Linked DNA regions of Sus scrofa: all the other regions are linked to region 4. A link is a contact called in public Hi-C and HiChIP or PLAC-seq data. All regions are on one chromosome and are shown on one strand. Each heading gives the region's core, a stretch centred on a gene start, on an enhancer-like site or on the middle of the called end of the contact. The rest is flanking DNA. Distances are from core to core; before and after follow the strand shown.

Region 1 (6,014 bases), core at 683-3,182, 35 kb after region 4:
ACAACCAACAAGACACAGACGTAGGGACCTCAGAGCCACAAAAAGTCCAGCCAGGGTGAGTTTAGAGTGGGTGTATGGGTATGTTCTGGATCCAGGGCTTCTTAGGCGAAGTTTTACTTTTGGCTGGGTGGGGGCACTGACAGAGGGGATGGTTAGTAGGAGAAGGACACAACCCCTGAAACTGGTAGGCACTTAGTTTAAATTTGTTGGTTAATATTCATAAAACCCAATGAAACAGAGAAACAAGTATGGCCAGGAGTTCCCTGGTGGGTCAATGGGTTAGGGATCTGGTGTTATTGCTGTGGCTCAGGTCGTTGCTGTGGCGCGGATTCAATGCCTGTCCTGGGACCTTTCCCATGCCACAGGCGTGGCCAAAAAAAAAAAAAAAAAAAAAAAGGAAAAAGAAACAAGGATGGGAGTTTCCTTGTGGCGCAGTGGGTTAAGGACCTACCATTATCTCCACAACAGCTTGGGTTGCTGCTGTGGTGCGGGTTCAACCCCTGGCCTGGGGACTTCCATATGCCACAGGAACCACTGGGGAAAAAAAAAAAAAGAAACAAGTATGGCCAGAGGAGACCAGATGGGTAGAACGTGGAGCAGGGCAGGATGATTACATTACATCTGCCAACCTTCCAAATGCAGGCGTTCCCACCGTGGCTCAATGGTTAACGAACCTGACTAGTATCCATGAGGACACAGGTTCAATCCCTGGCCTTACTCAGTGGGTTAAGGATCTGGCATTGCTGTGAGCTGTGGTGCAGGTCGCAGACGCAGCTTGGATCCAGCGTTGCTGTGGTTGTGGTGCAGGCCAGCAGCTACTGCTCCGATTCAACCCACAGCCTAGGAACCTCCATATGCCGTGAGTGCAGCCCTAAAAAGACAACAACAACAATAATAATAACCTTCCGAACGCAGTCATATAAACCTTTTGGGATGATGTGAAAAGACATAAGGTACAGGAAATTGACTAGTTCAGTTCAGCAAACATTTACGGGGTACCAGGCTCCAAGCAAGGAGCTGTGGGGTCTGCCAGGATAAGCCCGCTGCCTTTAGGAGTTTAAACGCTTACAGAAACAGTCCTGTGGAAAGCATATTTACTTTGTAAAGTCAGCAATGGAGACACACAAAAAAGTACAGTGCTGTAGGGAGAATTTCAGTGACTCAAAGTCAGGGAAGGCTTTAGGGGAGGTCTTGTTTGAGGTAGGCCTTTAGCATGGGCGTGTATTTGAACATTGGCTTTATCGGTAAGAAAGAGCCTTCAAAGCACAGGGAGCCTCTTGGGCAAAGGAGCAATGGTGGGAGGGTCCCAGAGGTATTTACGAAATGATGGTAAATCTCTGTAGTTTGGGTTGTGGGGAGTTAAGCTGAGAAATGCATGTCTGGGACAACCTATGAGGGACTTTGCATTTCCGGTAGAGCGATGTGAATTTTTCTTTTGGCTAAGATAAACTGCAAATTTCTGTATGCAGGAAAGTGACGTGATTCTACCAGTCTTAGACAACTGGTAAACAGTTCAAACAGAAGATTAGGTACCCGACATGGCAACTTCTTGTCCAGCTGAGAAGAAAGAGAGATTATAATTACATAAACTCATTACTAAAAGGGGGAAGGGGCTTTTGCTTCCCAGGGCCAGCCATGACCTTCTTCCAATTTTATAAACAGACTAAAAGACAAAAAACAAAAACCCCAACTCTCCAGACTTAGATCTCTGGGAAAACAGAAGTAAATACTGACACAGGGTTGCTTTGTTTTCCCAAGAGAGGTCTCTCAGGCGATTTCTCTAATTATCTAGAAAAAAATTTTTAACTTGTTTTCCCTTTGGAGTTCGGCCGAGCTGAGGAGAAAACTGCAGTACTGTCTTAGATTCTCCAGCTTTGGTTTGGAAGCAGTATTCGTCCCTGAGGGACTCCCTCCAAGGTCTCTGAGCAAGGTGTCTCTAAGGATTTGTACCCAGCAACGAGGAGGGAGCTTAAAAGTAGGAGACACAGGAGCTCTGCAAAGGGCCTATTTTAAAAAGAAAGAAAGGCGGGGGGCAGGAGGTCTAGTCGACCTTTTTAGGATAACTCCGAGGGAAAACTAATCGAGAGGAAAGTCGCGCCTTCGCCTCTGGTAGAATCTCCGGATCAGAAGACGGCCGAGCGCAACGCACAAGGATGGATAGTGGCAGCGCGCTCTCACGCCGGCATCTCTTGGCACTTAATTCCGCCCGGCTCTCAGAGGGGCGGATGCAGCTACAGCCGAGCACTCCTCCTAACCAATAAGAAGCCAGAACTCCCCGCCCGTCTCTGATTTAGACCAATCAGGATCCAGGACTTTAGCTTGCGACCGGCGTCTCTGTTGTCTGAGAAGGAAAGCCGACCCCTAGGAGTTGCCAGTAACGGGCATGGCTGCAGTCCTTGGAGGAGGGGATGTGAAGTGAGGAGGGGGCAGGGAGGGGAGAGGACGCAGGCGAAGAAGGACACCCCGGGCCCTGGTAAGTACGTGAAGACCCGTGGCCCTGAAGCACGGAGAGCAAAGGGGCGTGGGGCTTGGCTTCCGCAGCTTCCGGATTCTTGGCTTAGCGGAGGGGAGTCTGGGGTCTGCACCCAGGGAATGGCCTCAGGGGATCCCTTAGGTGGAGGCCGTTGCCTCCAACTCTTGGCCATTTCCTTTCCCCAGATACTCACACCTACCCTCGGCCCTGGCTTGGCCCCTTGGGGGTCCTGCGTCAGACATCGAAGCCTCCCGCCAACAAAGACTCCCTGCCCCAGGATTGCTGTGGCTGGGCCCTGGCCCAGAGGGCTTCCGACGCTGGTGTCCAGTGTATTTATAGATCTCCGGGAGTCCCCATCCTGGCCCCAGTTCCGACGGTTGTTCCCCCTGCGCGCGCTCTCCTCTGCCGCCCGGGCCCTTGTGCTGATCGTGTCCCCTGTGTCCAGGTGGATGGAGCCGGAGGGGCTTTTCAACCTTCAGCAGTTTGGAGCGTGCCCTGCCTTTTTTTACGCCCTCTTCCGCCTTTCCAGAATGTTTAAAGACTCATTCGAAGCAACCAGGGGAATATTGTTTGCCACCCCATAAACTGATCTCTGTGCGGTGCTCTGTTCCTCTGCTGCTCACCGCTGAAGTCCTGTTCTTAGAATCCCTCGCGAGCGGTGGTACGAGTCCCTGCCAATGCCAGCAGCGAGGGAAACCCTGCTCTTTCATTGGTGTGTGACCACGGGCTGCTTTGGCGCGGGCATGGGTTTGGTCACGTGTTGCTACATCCCACCCTCTTTTTCGTGTGTGGCTCTTGGGGAAAAGTAAGAGGGAGCTCTGCCTTGAATCTGTTTTCCTTCTACTATGTGATTTTTGTGCCGGGGGGACGATGATCATTTTCTCATGCTTTATCCAAGACACTCGTTTCAGCGGCGGTGACAGTTCAGTTGACCCTGCATAGTCTTAGAAGATGGGCATCGGGAGGGAATTTTAACATTTTCTCTGTTACAGATGTGGAACCTAATAACTGTTGGGAGAGTTACAAAGGGCCAGGGCCACCAGGGGCCAGGACTGGAATTCTGAAGTTCAGAATTCTTGAGTTCTTTATCCGCCAGAGCTGGTTGTTTCCTTGGTGGAATTTAAGACAATCAAGTTCCCTGACTTCTCTCAGCTTCTTACAGGGTGGCTGTGAGCGTTAAAATGAGGTGGTACAGGAAATGAATCCAACTAGGAACCATGAGGTTGCGGGTTTGATCCCTTGCTCAATAGGTTAAGGATCCAGCGTTGCCATGAGCTATGGTGTAGGTCGCAGACGCAGCTCAGATCCTACGTTTTTGTGGCTGTGGTATAGGCCGGCAGCTGCAGCTCCAATTGACCCCTAGCCTGTGAACCTCCATATGCCACGGGTGCGACCCTAAAAAGCTCCCCCCCCCAAAAAAAATGAGGTGGTGTATATGGTCTGGCACTTAACTAGGTTTGTTTCTGTTTCTGTTTTTGTGTTTGTTTGTTTGTTTGTTTGTTTTGGCTGGGGTGTGCAGGGGCTTGATGTGGGATCTCAGTTCCCAGGCCAGAGATTAAACCCTGTCCGCAGTGGTGAAAGCACTGAATCCTAAACACTAGACCACCAGGGAATTTCCTTATTAGCTTTTCTTTTTTCCTCCTCTTTTTTTTTTTTTTTTTTTTTTGGTCTTTTTAGGGTCACATCCATGGCATATGGAGGTTCCCAGGCTACGGGGCTACGGGTTGAATCAAAGCTGTAGCCACCAGCCTGTGCCACAGCCACAGCAACGTGGGATCTGAGCTGCATCTGTGACCTACACCACAGTTCACGGCAACACCGGATCCTTAATCCATTGAGCAAGGCCAGGGTTTGAACCCAAGTCCTCATGGATACTGGTTGGGTTCATTAGCCACTGAGCCACAACGGGAGCTCCAGGTTCTTTTCTTTCTTTTAGGCCCCCTCCACCACATATGGGAGTTCCTGGGCCAGGGGTTGAATCTGAGCCACAGCTGCAGCAACGCCCAATCCTTAACCCACTGCACTGGGCTGGGGATGGAACCTGCACCTCAGCAGTGACCCAAGCTGCTGCAGTTGGATTTTTTTTTTTTTTTTTTCTTTTTCAGGGCCACAACTGTAGCATATGCAGGTTCCCAGGCTAGGGGTTGAATCGGAGCTACAGCTACCGGCCTACACCACAGCCACAGCAACTTGGGATCCAAGCTGTGTCTTTCACCCACACCACAGCTCACAGCAACGCCGGCTCCTTAACCCACTGATCGAGGCCAGGGATCGAACCGAAACTTCATGGTTCCTAGTCGAATTCGTTTCCGCTGTGCCACGATGGGAACTCTGAGGATCACGTTTGATCCCTGGCCCTGATCAGTGGGTTAAGCATCCTGGCGTTGCCATGACCTGTGGTGTGGGTCGCAGATGCGGCTAGGATCCTGAGTTGCTACAGCTCTGATTGGACCCCTAGCCTGGGAACCTCCATATGCTGCATAGGTAAGGCTCATTATCTAAAGAGTCAAATAGGAGTTTCCATCGTGGCTCAGTGGTTAATGAATCTGACTAGCTCTGTTGGTTAGGGGTCCGGTGTTGCGGTGAACTGTGGTGTAGGTCGCACACGTGGCTCGGATCCCAAGTTGCTGTGGCTGTGGCATAGGCCAGTGACTACAGCTCTGATCAGACCCCTATCCTTGGAACCTCCATATGTCGCGGGTGTGGCCCTAGAAAAAGACCAAAAAAAAAAAAAGTCAAATAAAAGTCATCTATGGATAAAAAAAATTCAAGACTTCCTGCTGTGGCACAGCAAGTTAGGAATCTCAGGTCACTCCAGAGGCACAGGTTCGATCCCCTGCCGGGTGCAGTGGGTTAAAAAGCTCCGTGGTTGCCGCCTCTGTGGCTCTGATTCAGTCTGGGAACTTCCATATGCTTGAGGGTGTGGCCGTTAAAAAAAATTAGGAGTTCCGTTCGTGGCTCAGTGGTTAACTGTCCCGACTAGGATCCATGAGGATTCGGGTTTGACACCTGGCCTCAGTCACTGGGTTGGGGATCTGGTGCTGCCGTGAGCTGTGGTGTAGGTTGAGGCTTGGATCCCTCGTTGCTGTGGCTGTGGCTGTGGTGTAGGCTGGCAGCTGTAGCTCCCGTTGGACCCCCAACCTGGGAACCTCCATATGCCGCAGCTGTGGCCCTAAAAAGCAAAAAAAAAAAAAAAAAAAAAAAAAAAAAAAAAAAATTAAAAATCACTATAAACGCCAGCAGACAACAAAATGGAGATGATCATTAAGTGTATAACAGAGGATGGATGTTCACACAGAATCCGAAAATTTACTCCGAAAGGCTTATTTCAGCGGCCATGTTCGCTGTAACTTCCTTGCTCACTGGTTTTTGTCAGAGTGACAAATACGGGAACTGGCGGAGGTCCTGGAGAAGAGTGGCGACCAGGGGGGCGGAGTACCAGCCCTCCCCTTGCTAATCAGCCGCCAAGTCACTGAGAGTTCACTGCCCTGGAACCCCCACCCCCGCCCCCTCTCCTTGTTTGCGGTGACATCAGAAGATC
Region 2 (5,645 bases), core at 94-2,593, 47 kb before region 4:
TAAACCACAGCCACAGCAACACCGGATCCCGAACCCACTGAGCGTCCTCATGGGTACTAGTTAGGTTCATTACTGTTGAGCCATGATGGCAACTCCCAAGGCCAGTGGTTTTTACCCCTAGAATGCTACCATTCTGAACTAAACAAAAACACCAAAAAACACAAGCCAAACTAGTTCCAAAGGCATTTTCCACTCCCCGCCCCCCCAATCATTTTATGGCCATAGTCGTGGCATATGGAAATTCCTGGGCCAGGGACTGAATCCAAGCTACAGCTGCAACTTACGCTGCAGCTGCGGCGATGCTGGATCCTTCCACCCAGTGGGCTGGGCCAGAGGTTTAACCTGAACCTCCACAGCGACCCAAGCCACTGCAGCTGGATTCTCAACCCATAGCACCACGGCAGGAACTCCCATTTTCCACTTCTGAAGGAGCTAATCTAGCTCTGTGGCTGGGGAGTTTGCAGTCGCATGACAGACGGAGGGACCAGGGTAGAGTCCCCATCCCATTCCCAGGGTGGAGGTCAAAGGAGACGATTAGACAGGTAAATAGGAAACTGAACATGTGGATCAGAGGATCAGAGTTAAGCATAGGGGGTTAGGGAGCAGAAAAGAGAGGGACGACCCTAGGCTGGGAGGGCAGGGTAATGTGGTCAGAGAGTCGCATTTGAGGGGACACCCCCAAAGGATCTCTGTGAGTGGTTCAGGCAGGTCTAGAATGCAAATGAGGGAGTTCAAATTGCTAAGCTGAGGATGATGCTCAGAAGTCATGGAAGAGTTTCTGAGAGTCCGCTCTGCATTTTTCTAACATTTCAAGGGCCCACTGTGAGACGAAGGGCAGGGAAGACCAGGCCGAACAACTACAGCCCCCAGGTGAAAGGTGACTGGGGTGGGCAAGTGGGCTACAGGGAAGGAGGCAGATTCAAGATACTTTTTGGAGATGGAAGCAAAAGAGCTGGGTGGGTAGATGTGGCTCAGTGGGCTCCCTCTTGGCCACCGATTTTTTCCTTGAAAAACACTTTAGAAAAGCAGCTATACAGAGCTGCTGGGCAGATTTCCCTCTTTTAAAGCCACCATGAGTAAAAAGCTAATTGTGAAACATGGGTGGTACTCCCGTGCTGCCAGCTTCCACCCGCCTCTCCCGATCCAGCTGACACTCTTCTCCACCATTCTGTGCCCCCCACCTGTATGGACCACATCTGCAGGCTCTCTTGCTCCCCAGCGGGGAGGCCCACGGAAGGCAGCTTCCTGTCTGGGAGTTTCTGCGGATAACCTTAGAGCAGTAACTGCAGGCCTCAGCCCTCCTGACTCAGTCTGTTCCTCCTCCAGGGCCTGGTAACGCCTTCCGCTTCCTTTGCCCCACTGTCTTCTGCAGGCCTCATGATGTTACCGGTTACTAGCTATGGGCATGCACCATGCCCTGTGGTTTCTAGAGGAACCCTGCCCAGATCTTGTAAGACAGTCTCATTAATAAAGTCTCCTTAGAGTTCCCACTATGGCTCAGTGGGTTAAGAACCTGACTAGTATCCATGAAGATTTGGGTTTGACCCCTGGCTTCGCTCAGTGGGTTAAGGATCTGGTGTTGCCATGAGCTGTGGTGTAGGCTGCAGATGTGGCTCAGATCTGGTGTGGCTATGGTGTAGGCCGGCGGCTGCAGCTTAGATTCAATCCCTAGCCTGGGAACTTCCATATGCTGCCAAAAAGACACACACACACACACACACATTCACTCTCTCTCTCCCCCACCCCCCTCAAATTAGCCAAATTAAATGTGTTGTGTTTCCTACAAGGACCCTGGCTGAAACTCCCCTCAAATCAGTTCCATCCATCCTTTGGAACTCATTAAGGAGGTATTTCATTATATAAAGTGACATTTGTTATGGGACAAACAGATCACAGGAAATAACCAAATTGTACCAACAACTTGGGAGAAGGACATTATAAAAGAGCCTTGAGTCTAACATTCTTCAGCAACCAAACAATTCCATTTACTATTAAAATAATTATGGGGTATTGACAAAGGTGGTGAGGGTATGAAAACCCAGGAGCTGTAATCCGGTCATAACTAGGCTGACAGTAGCTGTCCTTCGTTGTTGTTGCTTTTCTTTTTAGGGCCAACCCTCAGCATATGGAAGGTCCCAGGCTAAGGGCTGAATCAGAGCTGCAGCTACCGGCCTACACCACAGCCACAGCACCACCAGATCCAAGCTGCATCTGTGACCTACACCACAGCTTGCAGCAACACCGGATCCTTAACCCACTGGGCAAGGCCAGTGATCCAACCTGCATCCTCATAGACACTAGTTGGGTTCTTAACCCACTGAGCCACAATGGTAACCCCAGTAGCTGTCCTCTTTGAAATGCACTTTTTTTTTGGGGGGGGGTCTTTTTGCCTTTTCTAGGGCAGCTTCCCGCGGCATATGGAGGTTCCCAGGCTAAGGGTCAAATCAGAGCTGTAGCCATCGGCCTATGCCAGAGCCCCAGCAACATGTCTGCAACCTACACCACAGCTCATGGCCACGCCAGATCCTTAACCCACTGAGCAAGGCCAGGGATCAAACCCATAACTTCATGGTTCCTAGTTGGATTCGTTAACCACTATGCCATGACGGGAACTCCTAACTTTTTTTTTTTTTTTTTTTTGCTATTTCTTGGGCCGCTGCTGCGGCATATGGAGGTTCCCAGGCTAGAGGTCGAATCGGAACTGTAGCCACCAGTCTAGGCCAGAGCCACAGCAACAGGGGATCCGAGCCGCGTCTGCAACCTACACCACAGCTCACGGCCACTCCGGATCATTAACCCACTGAGCAAGGGCAGGGACTGAACCCGCAACCTCATGGTTCCTAGTCGGATTCGTTAACCACTGCGCCACGACAGGAACTCCCATGACGGGAACTCCTGAAATGCACTTTTCATTAATGTTTGACCGTCTACTAGACTGAGAGCATTGCGCTAGCTGCAAAGGAATTTTCTTTTTTGGTTGTGTCCATGGCATGGGTAAGTTCCTGGGCCATGGATTCAACCTGCAGCACAGCAGCTACTGCAGTGACAATGCCAGATACTTAACCTGCTGTGCCACAAGGGAACTCCTGCAATGGGATTTTAAAAGGGGGGCTGGTGGAGAAGACACAGTCCTTACCCTCGGAAGTGTTTATAGATAAGGGAACTTTGCATGTAAATAATAAGGGAACTTTGTATGCAAATAATGAGGGAATAAGTAAAAAGTAGGATAAGGGAAACTGCTAATTGTGAGTTGAATATGGAATTCAGTTTCCAAATGAGCTGCCTGGTTGGTATAGAAAATTCAAGTCTGGAGGAACTAGAAAAGGGACAACTTCAACCAACCAGGAATGGAGCAAGAACCTAAAGGCAGAGCAATACAGAGTATTTCAAAGTTATGGCAACAAAGCCCTCTTCTATCTACCTACCTGTCTATCTACCTATGGCACACCTGCAGCATATGAAAGTTCTGGGGCCAGGGATCCAACCTGTGCCACAGTGGCAACAATACCAGATCCCTAACCCACTGAGTCACCGGGAACTCCATCATCTTCTCCTTTATATTTTAATTGGGGTTCAATAAAGAGGGAGTTGACGGCTGTGAAGTCACGCTTTGCTTGCTATCCATCCTCTGCCAGGCACTCCTGCAATGAAGCTGTCTTATGTTTAAGTGACAAATGGTAATTACAGACACTGAAGGTGGCTGGATGGGGCTCAATCAAGCAGAGTCTCCTCCCACAGGTAATCACTGTGGCAATGCTACTCCACTGGAAGCTAACACCCAACAGGTAAGACAAGCTATCCTCCTCACGGTCTCCTCCACTCTGCGCAAGTGCCACCAGCAAGGCGGAAGAGTCTTGGAGCCCAGAAATCTGCAAGGACAGGATATCATGTGCGCATGCCTAGAGTAACTAGATCAAGTGGTCTGTTCCAGTCTCCTGTTTCTGTCACTAAGACATCTGATAGACTTCGCCTCCCCCCTCTTTGGATGATCACGTTGGCAAAGATGAAAGCAAGTTAATATGCAGTGATGGTGGGGGGACGGTACTGGTGGGAGCAGAGCAAGGTGTATGAGCTTTGCTGAAAGCATCCTGGCCACAGGTGTCAAAGATCTGAACGCGCACACCTATTAACCCAGGAACGCCATTCTTAAGACTCTATCCTGGTACAACAATCAAAGACCTGCTATAGCAAGACTCAGGAGGCAGAGGAGTATGAGTGTCCGTTTTGAGTCAGAGTCTGTGCTACGTGCTGGGGGTGCCACAATAAGGAAGCAATCCTTACTTGCAAGGAGCTGACAGTAGGGGAAGTAGGGTAATTATAACTTCAGGTGTAAAGTTCCATGACGAAAGGTTCAGAGTGCTCTGGATGAGGGCACACCTTGAGGAGACCCAATCAAATCCTGCACAGCGACAGGGGTCAGGGAAAGCTCACCTGGGCAGGGACATTTCAACTGCAATCCCTAAGTGTGAGCAGGTCTCAGCGAGGGAGGCTCGGGGGAAGGGATGGAGGACAGAAATGAGTGTGAAGAGACACTGTCCAAGCAGAGGGAAGAGCGGGAATGGAGGTGCTCGGGTGGGAAGGGGGTTAGCACGTCTGGGACCGAAATGCCAAACCCAAGGGAAGTGTGTGAAAAGCAGAGCCACCAGAAGTTAGAGAGGAAGAGAACTAACTGCGCCAGACCTCGCAGGGCTCTGAAGGGGGGAATGAGGATTCTGGGAAACCATGGGCTGAACCTGCTCTTTCAGGTGATGATTCTGGTTTTCGTGTGGCACAGAGACCTGAGGGACAGAAGTGGCAGCAGGAAGACCACTTAATTGAGGGGGTACTGCCATAAGCCAGGCCAGAAGAGATGGGGTGGGAGGATTAGATTGTTCGGAAAAGTCTCTAAAATGAACATTAAAAAACTCACATGCATTATTTTAAGTCTCTGAGTTTACCCCCCACCCTCTGCTGCAGGAACAGGGAACACAGTGCAGCACAGGTAGGATATCAAATTTCAAGCCATAGCCTAGGCTTCTCCAGGTGACATACTTTAAAACTTAGACAAAGGTTATGTTTCACCAAAAATAAAATGTATAAAAGGGATAATCCTTCAATTGCGTTGAGGTGGTATTTTAATTGCTATACAATTATAATCTACAAAAAACTGACATTACTTTTTTGTTGTTGTTGTCTTTTTGTCCTTTTAGGGCTGTACCCACGGCATGTGGAGGTTACCAGACTAGGGGTCTAAATCAGAGTTATAGCTGCCGGCCTACACCACAGCCACAGCAACGTGGGATCCGAGCTGCGTCTGCAACCTACACCACAGCTCACAGCAACGCCGGATCCTTAACCCACTGAGTGAGGCCAGGGGTCGAACCCACAACCTCATGGTTCCTAGTTGGATTCATTTCCGCTGAGCCACGACAGGAACTCCTGATACGACTTTTTCATACAATCAATCCAAATAAATATAATGTACAAACTTTAGAATCTATAAAAATACTCAATTTACTAGTGTACTCTGGCAGATGCTCACTCTGCTTCCAAAAGTGACCTCAAATATGGACACTTTAAACATAAACAAAACAGACATCAGAATTCAGGATAAGACAACTTTTTCCAGGCACCGCTAACAGAACTGGAGATAAATACAGCTCTTG
Region 3 (6,306 bases), core at 3,406-5,905, 64 kb before region 4:
GAGAAAATATCAGCCCACGTGGTTTCTTTTCTTTTATTATTGGCAACAGCTAGGACTATATGCGGCATTGAACGTCATGCACTGATGGACAGAAGAGAAAAAGGATGAAAAAAGGACAAAGGAGGAGGAGGAGCAGCGGTGAAAATTTGTAATAAAAACTCTTCTTAATTTATAGGTAAGTTTTGGCATTATATCCAACGCCCCCGCCCACCCCCCCGAGTTCCAACCGAAGTGAGAGGGTCACCAGGTGACCCAGCCAGGGGTTCCGAGCTCCCTCACAGGCTGCTGTTAGAGGCAGCTCATGGGTTTAATTCTTTTGCACGTGTTTAAAATTCTTCATTTTCTTTAAATAATCTTCTCTTGACTCTTAGACGTTCCGGTTCACAGGGGTGACGTAATTGCGCGGAAACATGCCGGTCTGCCCGTGGCAAGCCCCCTTCCACCAGTTGGGGTCCGAGTTATCCATGACGTGGATAAAGTCTCCCCGACGGAAGCCCAGCTCACCATCCTCCTGGGGGTCAAAGTCAAAGAGGGCCTGGACGTATGTCGGTTGCTGCAGAGAGGCAGGGAGAAAACACATTGCATTCCCGACGGCGGCCAGCCCCTCGCGCTGGTGACGGGAACCCGAGGCGTGCCAGCCTTGCCACATGACCTGAAATAACCCCTCCTTCCGCCTCCCCTCTCCACCAGTTCTTCCAGAGCCTTGGTGGACCCCGGGTGGGCGGACTCTTTCAGCCACAGCAACACGAGAGTGTACCCAGGGTGGCCAGCTGTGCAGGGCATCGAGCAGAGGGCAGCAAGTTCAGCTTTAAGGGGAGAGAACTTCAGAAACAGCCAGTGGGGCTTCGTTTACAATCCCAGAGGTGCAAAAGTTTTACTTCCTATCACCTTAACACTTATAAAATCCTTCGGGTTTTATGGTCAGAGGCTAAGAGCCTGAATGAAGTGCGGTGGTGCCCACCAGAACACAGGACAGCGAACACAGGACTGAGGGGACCCCGCCCCTCACACGCCTGATCTTCCCCGCAGCTCAGTGCCAGGGAACGGCTACCTGAGGGTGTGTTCAAGTGTACCTTAGAGACCCACGGCTTCAGGGAAGCAGCCTCTGGAGGGGGCAAGACTATTATTTTTTTGTTTCAAACTTCAAATCTTTAACACGAATTAAGGATAACATTTTGGATAAGGAGCAAAAAAGGCCCAGAGGTAAACCCTCTGAAAGAACACCTGCTGGCCTGAGGCGCCACCCTTCACTGATAAAAGGGACCCCCATCTCTCCCTTACGAAGCTCACCTGTGGCACCTGTTCTATGTCCCGGAGGAATATCTGCTGGTTTCTGGAGACGGATGTAGATCTGTGATAATCTACCAGCTCATTCAAAGAATTGAACTTCACCACCCAGAGGAAGTACTTGCCAGCGCCGTCCCGGAGCACCTTGAAGTGCTGCACATCATTGCCAAACCTGGGGAGGGCAGAGGACACAGTGAGAACAGGTCCCAGGGCTCTGTCCTGGCTGCCAGGGGCCACCTGCCGAGCAAGGAGCCATCCTGGGAGAACTCATGTTCTGGCCGCGCCCCGCACAGCCTGAGGGCCCGGGGCTGGAGCACAGCTTGACCGGCTGGCTGGAGAGGCAGGACAGTCACCAAGCGCCCTGACCCCTCCGTTTCGGCCGACAATGACCAGTGTCAACATGAAGACACCTCTCCAGACACAGAAACCTTGTCAGACTAATTCTGAAGAAGTTTGCAAATAAAAAAGAGAAATGTCCTAACCTGTGGAAGCCGCTCCCTGCCCTGTACCAAAAGATAAAAGGACTAAAATCTTGTATGATATTTAAAGAGACTACAAGAGACAGGACAGGAAATAAGGTGAGAAGGGATGGGACATACTTCTAGCGATTTTCCTGTACCTAGGAAAGGTTTAAAGCCATATTTTCTTTTCTCTCTCTCTTTGTTGTTTGTTTGTCTTTTTAGGGCTGCACCTGCAGCACATGGAGGTTCCCAGGCTAGAAGTCAAACTGAGCTATAGCCACCAGCCTACACCACAGCCACCGCAATGCCGGATCCAAGACGGATCTGTGATCTACACCACAGCTCACAGCAACACCAGATCCTTAACCCAGTGAGTGAGGCCAGGGATCGAACCTGTGTCCTCATGGATGCTAGTCAGATTTGTTTCCACTGAGCCACGACAGGAACTCCGAAAAGTCCTGTTTTCTGCTCAAGGATTTTAGGTCTACTTGTGGGGAGAAGATCTCAGAACAAAACATGCTGGGACACTAAAAAGGCCCAGGCACCTCCTACCCCCTCCCCTCTACCACCTGGTAAAGCGGTAAATGCCACCTTTCACGCTGGCCCAGAAAACCAGCCCGAGCCTGGCTGAGTGGGCCGGCCCACAGACACCGTGCTGTCGGCCCAGCACATCAGCTCCACCAAGGCGCTGCCCGTCCCTCACAAGGCACTCTACAACCATCTGCAAAACGAGCGGAGGACTCTCTTCTGCCATTGGTTTTAAGGCATTAACGCGTCTTAAAAACAACCCAGCAGGTGGCAGCACTGAGCTTTAAGGAAGCCACGAGTAGGAAGCGCTTAGAAACAGCACTGCTATTTCAAGAGAAAAAAGATGGACGAGGATAAAAGCCGTATGAGGAAGAAGGGCATTCAAATGGCACTTCTGGCCCGTGGAAGGGCACTCCCACCGTGTAACAGAGGTGGTTCCTGAAAGGGGTACAGGGTCCCTGACGGTGAGCTGTTAACTCCCGAAGTTTTTCCATCACGGACCCACAACGCCTTGAAACGAGAGACTGGATTCCCGAAGCTCCTCTAGAAGAATGCTTATGTGTGGAAGGTGGTTAGGACATCTGCTTCGAATTTCTAAAACAAACTCTTTAAAGGTTTTACGTGATAAAATGGAACATGGTCTGGGAGCTGCCCAGTGGGCACCGCAGGGCATGGGCAGGGACTAGTCATCAGACAACTGAACACCAGCTGCCTCAGGGTTTGGGGCCATCATTCAATCACCAGTTAATGGCTTGTATTCTTGGTCTTCCTCGGCCGGATTTATACTCAGGTCAGTATAAAGTGTAAGGAAAACCGACGAAGAAACCAGAGTTAATGAGAAGCATAAAGCCTTTTCCACCTCAAGGTGCTCTTCACCCACCAGATCCTCATTTGCATGTGTTTAATCAAGCACATCAAAAAGCCACTGTTTCTATGCATGTGAGTGGGAGTCGGGGTACTCGGGAAATCTCTGTACCTTCCAGTTGATTTTTCTGTGAACTTAAACCTGCTCTAAAAAACCAAAGTCTACTTAAAAAAAAAAAAAGCCACTGTTAAAAGAGGAAAACTGAAAATCAGATCCAGCTTGATTTTTTTCATGTTGGGACTAGACCTAGCTATACTGGAAACATTATCTGTAAGATACTGCAAATATCACCTGAAACCACCTCCCACAACTTCACTGAGAAAAAGGATACAAAAAATTTAAACTTAAATCTACATTAAAAAACCCCTACACTTTAACCACTCATTTGGTCCCAAAATGAAACAAGGTATTCAGTTGATTTTTTTTTTTTTTTTTGCTTTTTAGGGCTGCACCTGCAGCATATCGAAGTTCCCAGGCTAGAGGTCAAACTGGAGCTACAGCTGCTGGCCTACACCACAGCCACAGTAATGCTGGATCCTTAACCCACTGAATGAGGCCAAGGATCAAACCCATGTCTTCATGGATACTAGTCAGGTTTGTTACTGATGAGCCATGACGGGAACGCACCCAGTTTATTTTTGAGACTGAAAAATCTTTATATCATCTGTAAATGGAAAATAAAATATTTTACAGCCTCCATTTAAAAATAATGTAAATCCATACTAAAGCGAGCTGAGTTTTAATCTAATCACCTCCGCCATATAAACAATGAAGTGATTTGTAAGATTCCTAGGTCAGGGTTTCTTGTGATATTAACTAGAAATGGACTGAATCAAAATGTATGGAAATGACAACTTTGAAATCTTTGTCACGGATGGGGAGTGATTAGTTTAGTGTTGTCAAAGTTCCAATTTGTATTCTCTGTGATTCCCAAGATGGTAAAACTCCCGGTACTCCCCCATTCTGAGCACACAGCTCCCTGCCAACGTTACATTCCCCACCGGGGAAAGAAACCCTTGTGTTTGAAGTCAATGGGAGGCCTAGGATGATGCTGGCAGATTTAGCTAGACACCTGGTAAAGGGGCACAAGGGAGCTGATCACTTACAGAGCTGCAGGAAGCCCAGAAAGGGCAGGATGTTCGGAGGAGGAAAGAGTGGTGTATGTGGAGAGCATTGCAGAGTGGTGGGGACTGGGGAAAAGAGGGAAGTGTGCGCTCTCTCAAGTGCTGCCGCTGCTCAGCCACTGAAGACTTCCCTCTTGGGAGTCCTAAACCCAGTATTGCTGGAGCTGCTAGATTCTTTAGAGGAACCAGAAATGAGGATTTTAATGTAAGCTTTTCTGATGTGTAAAATACTGCCAAAGCTAAACCTTAACCAGTGTGCCACCTTTGGTGCATGTAGTCAGACGCCTGGCCTCTGGCTTCACAACTGCCATCAGCTGGAGACAGGCTTCCAGGCGACCAGAGCAGGAAGTACTTACTTGACAGAGAGGGAGAAATCCCCAGGAGCGCTCTCGCTCTCACGGATGAGAAAGGCCCCATCGTGCCGCTGTTTGCTAAGCATTTCTTCTGCCTTGGCTCTGGGGATTTTGCCAAAAAACCACCTAAGGAAGGAAGGCAAACCAGTCAACATCTGCTTCCCCACAAAGAAACGGGATATCCAGCCTCCGAAATGTGAGGAACCGAGAACTCCTCGCCAAAGGAGGGGCCCCTCTCCCCTGCCAGTCCCGCCCGTCCCGACCACGCCTTGAGAGAGGGACCAGATCCCTTCAAAGCCTTCTCGCTTCCCCACTCTCCAGAGTGACTCAGAAGACACCATCGTGGGCCACTCTTTCTACAGAGAAAGACACCTGAACATGGGCCTCCTGGGCCAAAGCCCACTGGGGCCCCTCCTGACTCATCAGCAAGGCAGCGGGGAAAGCCCAGGCCTACTGACTTAAGCACAGGATGAACCACAGAGGGGGAGATGGGCCCTTCCTGCAGCCATTTGATAAGGCGGCAGCCTTGCCACATGGGATGGAGAGACAGGGACAGGGAAGCTGGAAGGCCCAGAAGCTGCAGGCAGGGCTACTTCTTGTAACAGCACAAAGGGGAAAGGTCCTGGCGGTGAAGAGCCCCAGGTGGTGGCGGCGGTTTGCATTCCTCTCAGGCCTCTCTCTGCCGTCACCGCTCAGGGTTTGGCTTTTAGGAGCCGTCGGGAATATGCCATAATTCACCCTGTGCAGAGGCAGCTAGTTGCAAATTTCGAATTTTCATTTGGAGCAAGTTATAGATTCTTCTGCTCCCAGTGCTCATTCACTTTGGTCACGAGAGAAAGCAGGGGAACTCAGGGAAAGTGTGGGAGCCCCGGGGGCCGACCAGGAGGAAGAGGAGCAGCAATCTCGTCACAGCCACCTCCCTTTCCACAGGGAAGCCCTAACTAACTGGGAGAGATGACTGGAAACTCAGTGCTCTGTGCCAAGCTGTCTTTACCGAGCTAATACTTTAAAAAAGCAACAACGCTACTTATAAGCGAATAAAGACCTATGGGCCTCATCAGACTCCTTACGGGGCAGCTAACAGGCAGTGTATCCGCAAACCAGAAAAGCAAAGGCACCAAAGCATCAACTAAGGTTCTAAACCTACCACACATCCATCTTACTTATAAGCAACTGCACCACAAGATGCCTCTGAAATAATACACTATACTAAAATCCCAACAGAAGGACGTGAGCTGCGAGGAAGGGTACAGTCAGAAGTTGCCATCAATAACCTAAAACAGCCCTAAAATCTGCATCCTTGTGTCTTTCGCACTTGGGGTGCTATAACGCCGAGCTGCGCGGAGGAGCTGGTACAACCGACCTGCCTTCCTGCCCTGACACATAACTCGAGGCGAAGGCCTCCAGTGCCCACAGAGAAATTGCGGATTAGCACGGCAGGATGCCCTCCGACTGGGCAAGGACAGCTCACAGCACGGGGACGCGTGAGCACTGTCTTGGTCCCTGGGCGCTTGGTTTACTGGTTTACGAGGCCCCCGCGCAGCAGGCATCTGGCTGGGAGCCACATTCTTTCCTCCTGCCCCCCCCCCCCCCCATTTTCCCACCAGATAGGCATTTTCCTTTCTGTTTCCCCTTTTTAAGGTAAAAGTAATGAATATGAATTAAAATAGCGTAGATGTGCGTGAAGT
Region 4 (6,354 bases), core at 1,150-3,649:
TAAAGGTATCTTTACCAGATTTTAAAGTTTACATCTCAGATGATGCATAATGTCTTTGCATAAATTGAAAATAACGCCTATCCACTTGGCACAACTGTGAAAAAGCCAACTTTGACAAAAAAAAAACAAAAAACAAAAAACAAAAAAAAAACAAAGGCTCTCAATAGTCATTCAGGAGTGCCAGAAATGTCTTCTGAATTAAGCGAATAACTATTAATTTCTCTCAGGAAACCATAGTGGGTCTCTATTCCGTATTACTTCATTTCTCCAAAATCTATTACTTTTTTGTTCTAAGTAACCATTAGAACTGTTGCTACACAATGTGCAACATGGTAACAAGAATTTCGGGGAAAAATCTCTAAGTACCATCAATTAGTTGTATTGAAAAACCTAGTAATCCCTCAAATCTGAACACACTTGCTGAGGAAGTAAACTGCCTCAAGCATTTGAGTGCTTGCTTTTAGTAACAAACAAAGCTGATTACAAGAATTAACCTTTTTAAATTTGGGGGATTCAGAACATTTTAAACAAAGGAAAGGCCAACAGAACATAGTTATTTCTTTCTGTCAACCGCCTTCCCCCCTCAAGCCCAGCAACAATAACAAAGAAGGCTGCTTATAGCAGATGCAGGAAGAGACACCTGATCTTTAAAAGCCTGGGAAAGAATAAGTTAGTACTACTCCAACAGGCAAGCTTTAATTAATTCATCAGTAGTCTAAATAAATTCTATTCCCTTAAATGGTTCAAGCTCTCTTGATTGTAATATAGGTGTCTATGGTTGGTTTTCATTTTTTAAGTCGCCTCCCCCGCTAAAAGCCAAAAAGAAGGCATATGAGCCCCAAATTGACCCAATCTTCCTTACTAACATAAGAGAGACATAGAAAAACCTGAGCAGGCACAAAAATGCGATCTAAAAGTGAAAAAAAACAACTAAAACACAAAAACACCAGCAAGCTACACTTGTGATCTAGTGCAGTATTAGTGCAGTATTGGTTACGGCTGAACTCAATCCTTTGAGCCTCCCAGCTCCCAGGGGGAGACCTTAAGTCTCGCACAGCTCTCTAGCAACCCTTCTGGCTGACTGAAGAAACACAGTGGACGCTTCACAGCAAAGGATAAAGCAGGGAAGAGGGCATCATCTTTCCGGGAGAGAAACGGAATCTTTAAATGAGGGAGAAAAACGAACGGGCGAAAGAGCAGAAACCTCAAAAAATTATGCCAAAAGGGACAATAAGGAGGAAGGGGAAGTAGATTAGACTAAAAGGGGGGAGGGGGCAAGTGACTTGCATTATACGGAGTAAGCATTTCGTGGCCGCAGAAGACAAGGGAGAAGTTTAGAAAGGCAGCAACTGTGGAGTGCAAAGTGAACAGAGGGACTAGAAAGCCCAGAAGACTAAAGCGAATTTCTCTAGTGCGCCTTTCTTTTCCACCCTCTTCTGAGACTCAAGAGTAGCAAAAGACAGAACCCGCGAGGGCACTTCGGCTCTTCTGCAAAGTATACTTTTGCTGCATCTGAAGCCAGCCTAGGTGAACTCCCTAAATAAGCTGTTAACTAGCATGGCTTTACAATCCTATACACAGAGAGAGCTGCAAATGAAAAGTGCCAGCGATTCTCTGCCCTCGATCACGGAAATCTTTCTTCGGAGCATTCCGATTAACTGCTGCTTACTTTTCTTAACAAATGTTTTTAGGGAAGCAGTCAAAAAAAAAAAAAAAGCGCAATAAAAGTAAAGGTATTTCTACTGGCTCCGGTAACAAACGTCCTCGCTCACAGTATTAATAGGGTTGGTGGGTTTCCTCCCAAAATTCGGCCCCCAAACACCAGGAGTTGGTGACGTGGTGGCCGTATAGGTCGAAGGAGCATCAATCACCATATTTGCAACCCGCCTCGAATCCCCCGCCTCCCGGGCCAAGTCACACTGACTCACAGAATGATTACCCTGTGTTCTCGGGCTTCTCCGGGTCCCCCCTGTGCAAACCTTCACGAAGAAAGCATAAAATTAAATCAGGAGCCCCCAGCCTCTCGTCCAGGGCTCTGTTCCAAGCCAAGGGTACTGAGAGGACGGTCCCCGGGAAGGAAGCGCCCCAAAAGGGGAAACATGGAGCCCGGAGCCCGGGCGCTCCGCTCCCCGCCCGGAGCCTCGCACTCCCGACCCCCAGGCCCGGCAGCCCACGGTACCCTGGGCCCGGTCCCCCGGGGCCGACTCCCGCGACGAAGCGGGGAGGAAGCAGCACGCGAGCAGCGCCGTCGCCGCCAGCCACACTCACCGTGGCGCAGCTGCTCCGCTCCACGCCCGGCCGGCCCCTCTGCAGCGGTGCGAGCGGCCGCAGACCCCTCTGCTGCTCCCCGAGGGCAGCGCCTATTCTCGCCGCCGTCACCGCCACAGTCTTCGTCGTCGCCGCCGCGGTCCGGTAGCTGAAGCAGCACAGCCGCCTCGCTTCCGCTCCTGGTCGGGGTCCCGCGAGAACTTCCCTGTGCGGCCCCGCCCCGCCCCGCCCCCGCGAGACTTCCCCCGGCGGAAAAGGCCCAGAGCGCAAGCGCTCCTCCTCCGCCAGGCCCCCCGCAGGTAGATCAGCTACAGGCCAGAGCGCAGGCGCCAGGCCGCCCCGCAGCAGGTGGCACCGACAGGGCTCCACCCCTGGGTCGCCGTAACCCTTTCGGTGCCAGAGCGGGTCAATTACAACTCACCTCCGAAAGAAAGGACTTTTTTTTTTTTATGCCCCACATTTGCATGATTCAATTGTCATATTACTTTTGATGGCCGATATCAACTTATTTTTTTTTTATTTCTCCACTGTACAGCAAGGGGGTCAGGTTATCCTTACATGTATACATTACAATTACATTTTTCCCCCAGCCAAGAAAGGACTTTTATGCACACCCTAATCACTTCGTTTTCCCCTTCCACCAACCCAGTTTGGCGGGGTTGGGGGGGAATCTCCCTCCCACGTGAAGCAAGCCAAATAGAGGATCAGGTCTGGAAATATTTGAGAATCTGGTCCAAACAAACTCTGCTGCGTTAGGTGAATGAACATATTCGTTCGCTCATCGATTGAACCAAGTGCCTAGTACATTCTAAGCACTGTGTCAAGTATAGAGGGTCCAACTAAGAACAGAAATCCGGGCCCTTTCTGCACAGAAACGAATTCAAGATCTATAGGAGGGAAAGAACAAATAATACCATAAGTACGGTCAGAATTATTTGGAGAAGGCTGAGGAGAGGCGAGGGGTCGCCGCTCCTCCCATCTCAGAAAAGCGTTCTCGGAGAACGCTGTGGCGTTATCTGAGCTGTCTTGGAGGATGAGTAGGAGTTTGCCAGAGAAGCCATTGCAAGGGCATTCCAGGCAAAGGGAACAGCACGCACGTACGAGGGAACGGAGGCGTGGGCATCGTGTTCCCTGCAACGCGAAGTAGTTTGATTCCTGTATGAGGCGGGGTGAGTTACCTGGTAGTGGCAGAAGATGAGGCTTGGAGGAGTAACTCTTATTTTTCAGTCCCAATCAAAGGAGAGAACAGAGCATCTGACGGTGATGTGAATTCCGGAAGCCACCAAAAGAGCAAGATATAAAAATTAAGAAACGTGGGAGTTCCTGTCCTGGCACAGTGGTGAATGAATCTGACTAGGAACCATGAGGCTGCGGGTTCGATCCCTGGCCTTGCTCAGTGGGTTGGGGATCTGGCGTTGTCGTGAGCTGTGGTGTAGGTCGCAGACGCGGCTCAGATCCCGCATTGCTGTGGTTCTGGCGTAGGCCGGCAGCTACAGCTCTGATTGGACCCCTAGCCTGGGCCCTAGAAAGGCCAAAAAGACAAACAAAACAAAACATGATTCCCTGAAGAAAACAAGCCCGTTGAAATAAAGAGTATGAATTATTCTTTCACCAAGTATTTGTCAAGCATCAGCTGCATGCGTGGCACGCAGGGTGATAAATGAACTGGACAGAGCCTCTGTTTTCAGCAGTTTGTCTTCTAGAGGAGAGTTGTCTGGTCTGCAAGACAGAAGAGTTGGCCCTAAGGGTCACATGTAGGACCTGCAAAGGAGGGGGCCAGTTACCTGGAGCTCAGGCAATCAGGGAGGACTTGGCATTTGAACTATAACCTGGAAACAGGGAGGGGGAGTGATGGAATCGCTGGTCTTCCAGATCAGCCAGAGTTTAGGATCCAGGGAGCAGAGTAATGGGAGGCAAGGCCAAGATGTGCGGCTGAGGCTTTGCTGACAAATGACAGCCTCTGAAGGGTTTTGAGCAGGAGCTGTCTGGCATGAGGGGAAAAGAACAAGAGGACCATCTATCTACCACGTGATGTATGCTGATATCATGGTGTTTTTACACTGGATACTCTCTCCATTTTACAGACTGGGAAACTGAGGCTTAAAGCGGTTAGGAAGTTACCCAAGGAAACCCCAGTACATTCCATCTGAGTTTTTTTGGTGTTTTTTTTTTTTTTTTTTTTTTTTTAGCCGCGGCTACAGCATATAGACTTTTCAGGGCCAGGAATCCAACCCATGTCACAGCAATGACTCCAAGATACAGTGGTGGCCATGCTGGATCCTCAACCTGCTGAGCCACCAGGGAACCCCTAGATCTGAGATTTGAACCTACACCTGCCTTGCTCTATAACCTATATATTTTTTCCCCACTCTGATTCTTTGTTCTAGAATGGTGGCCAGAAAAAAAAAAAAAAAAAGAAATGAAAGGGAAGGGCTGAGCTGCTGGGCAGAGAGGAGGAGGAAGTGAAGGGAAAGTTGCAGTTCTCTGTTTTGAGTGGGGAGAACAGCAAAGAAATTTGCTAGTAAGAGGAGGAGCTGACTGGGAAGGGGGTTGGGGGGCATGTACAGGGAAGGGGCACATAAGAAGATGATGGTGCCCCAGTTTGGGAAATATAGAGAGTTTATCAGGAGACATGAAGGTAGAAAAATCCAGGACTGTCTGAAAGCTCAATGCATCCATTCTTTGCTCCCTAACATTAGCTGAACATCTGTTTTGTCACAGAGCTTGCAGCCTATAGGAGAAGACATACCTCTGAGACTATAACGCTCCTGGGACCGGCAGCTTTGGGAGCATACAGCAGGGGACCTGACCTGGTCCAGCACCAGGGAAGACTGGGGAAGGTTTAACCTGAGACCCTGGTTAGTCTGAGAGGTAAAGGGGGGAGGGTACAGCATGTGCAAAGGCCAGGCCGTGAGGGGAACTCCAGGAAGCCGTTTTCAGCTGGGATGAAGAAGAATGTGATACGTGGGTGAAGCCTTCAGAGAGGGGCACGCAGGGTATTTCCAGCATTGCTAAAAAACTAGAGACTTCGGGGGTCCCCCTGTGGCACAGTGGGTTAAGGATCCAGCATTGCCACAGCTGGAAGAAAACATAAGTTGCAGCTGCAACTCGGATTTGAATCCCTGGCCCAGGTACTTCCATATGCTGTGCAGAAAAAAAAAAAAAAAAAAAAAAAAAAAAAAACAAGGCAAAGACAACTCCCCCCCCCCAAAAAAAAACAACCTAGGGACTTGATTCTGTGGGATATTGAAGCAGGGGTGGATGGTGGTCAGCTTTTCATCTTCAAAATACTTTCTCACTTTAGCTGCAGAGTGGAGAATCAACCGGAGCCAAGCTGTTTATCATCTACAAGATAATGTCTTAGGAGTTCCCTGGTGGCTCCATGGGGTAAAGGTCCAGCTTTATCCCTGCCGTGGCTCTGATTATTGCTGTGGCACTGGTTTGATCCCTGGCTCAGGAATTTCTGGGTGCCACAGGCGAGGCCAAAAGGGAAAAAAAAAAAAAAAGTGATATTCTAAGACCTGTGCAAGACCCTTGTGGATCTGGCCCCTGCCTGCCAACCCCATTCTCTCAGTCTCCAGCCAAGACACACTCCACCAATACCAAACCACTGTGGTTTCCGGAAGGTCCCATGATCTGTTGAGTGTCCCTATCTTGGCACATGCAGTTTCCTCTGCTCAGTTTCTTCTTCCCTTTCTTTAGGAGCCCCCAGTCAGTTTCAGGGTTTCTTCCCCAAAATTCCCACCGCGCCTCCATTCTCATTGCAGCATAATGCTTCCTTCCCCTCTCTCCTACACCCCCCACCCCCCAAATCCTCAGCAAACTCCCAGACAAACAGCACCACACCTTCCCACATTTGTATTCCCAGCCCCCAGCACAGTGCATGGAGTGAATTCATGGATGGGTGGATGGATGAATCCCTGAGGCTGATTAGAGATAAAGATGCGGCTGCCTTTCTGTGCAATATGATATTTGAAGCTACGGAAGTGGATGAGATCTAGGAGACTGGATACCTAAGAGACGAGAAAACAAAATTATGTGCTTCCTTTTGAAAATGGTAAAACATCTATCGAAAAATATATGCCT

The links. A called contact is a pair of places that touch in the nucleus more often than the background predicts. HiChIP or PLAC-seq counts read pairs in DNA pulled down with a chosen protein or histone mark.
Region 1: a contact with region 4 is called in an H3K27ac HiChIP or PLAC-seq map of alveolar macrophages. The contact joins the promoter of TMEM94 here to the promoter of GRB2 in region 4. A contact is called at or near these places in 9 of 47 Hi-C or Micro-C datasets (embryonic fibroblasts, fetal heart ventricle, heart right ventricle and 3 more) and 2 of 2 datasets of contacts at active chromatin or transcription factors (alveolar macrophages and skeletal muscle).
Region 2: a Hi-C map of liver shows a contact between it and region 4, with 2.3 times the contacts expected there. The contact joins the enhancer-like site here to the promoter of GRB2 in region 4. A contact is called at or near these places in 1 of 5 promoter capture datasets (skeletal muscle), 11 of 47 Hi-C or Micro-C datasets (blood, fetal liver, fetal skeletal muscle and 5 more) and 2 of 2 datasets of contacts at active chromatin or transcription factors (alveolar macrophages and skeletal muscle).
Region 3: a Hi-C map of alveolar macrophages shows a contact between it and region 4, with 6 times the contacts expected there. The contact joins the enhancer-like site here to the promoter of GRB2 in region 4. A contact is called at or near these places in 3 of 5 promoter capture datasets (fetal liver, liver and skeletal muscle), 31 of 47 Hi-C or Micro-C datasets (adipocytes, alveolar macrophages, blood and 16 more) and 2 of 2 datasets of contacts at active chromatin or transcription factors (alveolar macrophages and skeletal muscle).

What each region holds. Positions count from the first base shown.
Region 1 is chr12:5,901,707-5,907,720 of Sscrofa11.1, reverse strand. TMEM94 (transmembrane protein 94) reads left to right here and starts at 1,932. Exons shown (of 32, transcript XM_021066635.1): 1 at 1,932-2,473.
Region 2 is chr12:5,983,094-5,988,738 of Sscrofa11.1, reverse strand. All of the region lies in intron 2 of GRB2 (growth factor receptor bound protein 2), which reads right to left. Among named protein-coding and RNA genes, the nearest start is that of GRB2, 45 kb to the right of the region's middle. Within about 2 kb of position 1,343, at least 9 of the 83 cell types and tissues checked have an H3K27ac peak or open chromatin away from gene starts, as enhancers often do. A contact at or near this core is called in alveolar macrophages and liver, where this site is marked.
Region 3 is chr12:6,003,005-6,009,310 of Sscrofa11.1, reverse strand. It overlaps GRB2 (growth factor receptor bound protein 2), which reads right to left. Exons shown (of 6, transcript NM_001137628.1): 4 at 4,622-4,744; 5 at 1,291-1,459; 6 at 216-553. The coding sequence ends at 368. Among named protein-coding and RNA genes, the nearest start is that of SLC25A19, 28 kb to the left of the region's middle. Within about 2 kb of position 4,655, at least 22 of the 83 cell types and tissues checked have an H3K27ac peak or open chromatin away from gene starts, as enhancers often do. A contact at or near this core is called in alveolar macrophages, epiblast stem cells, fetal liver and 5 more, where this site is marked.
Region 4 is chr12:5,936,768-5,943,121 of Sscrofa11.1, reverse strand. It overlaps GRB2 (growth factor receptor bound protein 2), which reads right to left and starts at 2,399. Exons shown (of 6, transcript NM_001137628.1): 1 at 2,269-2,399.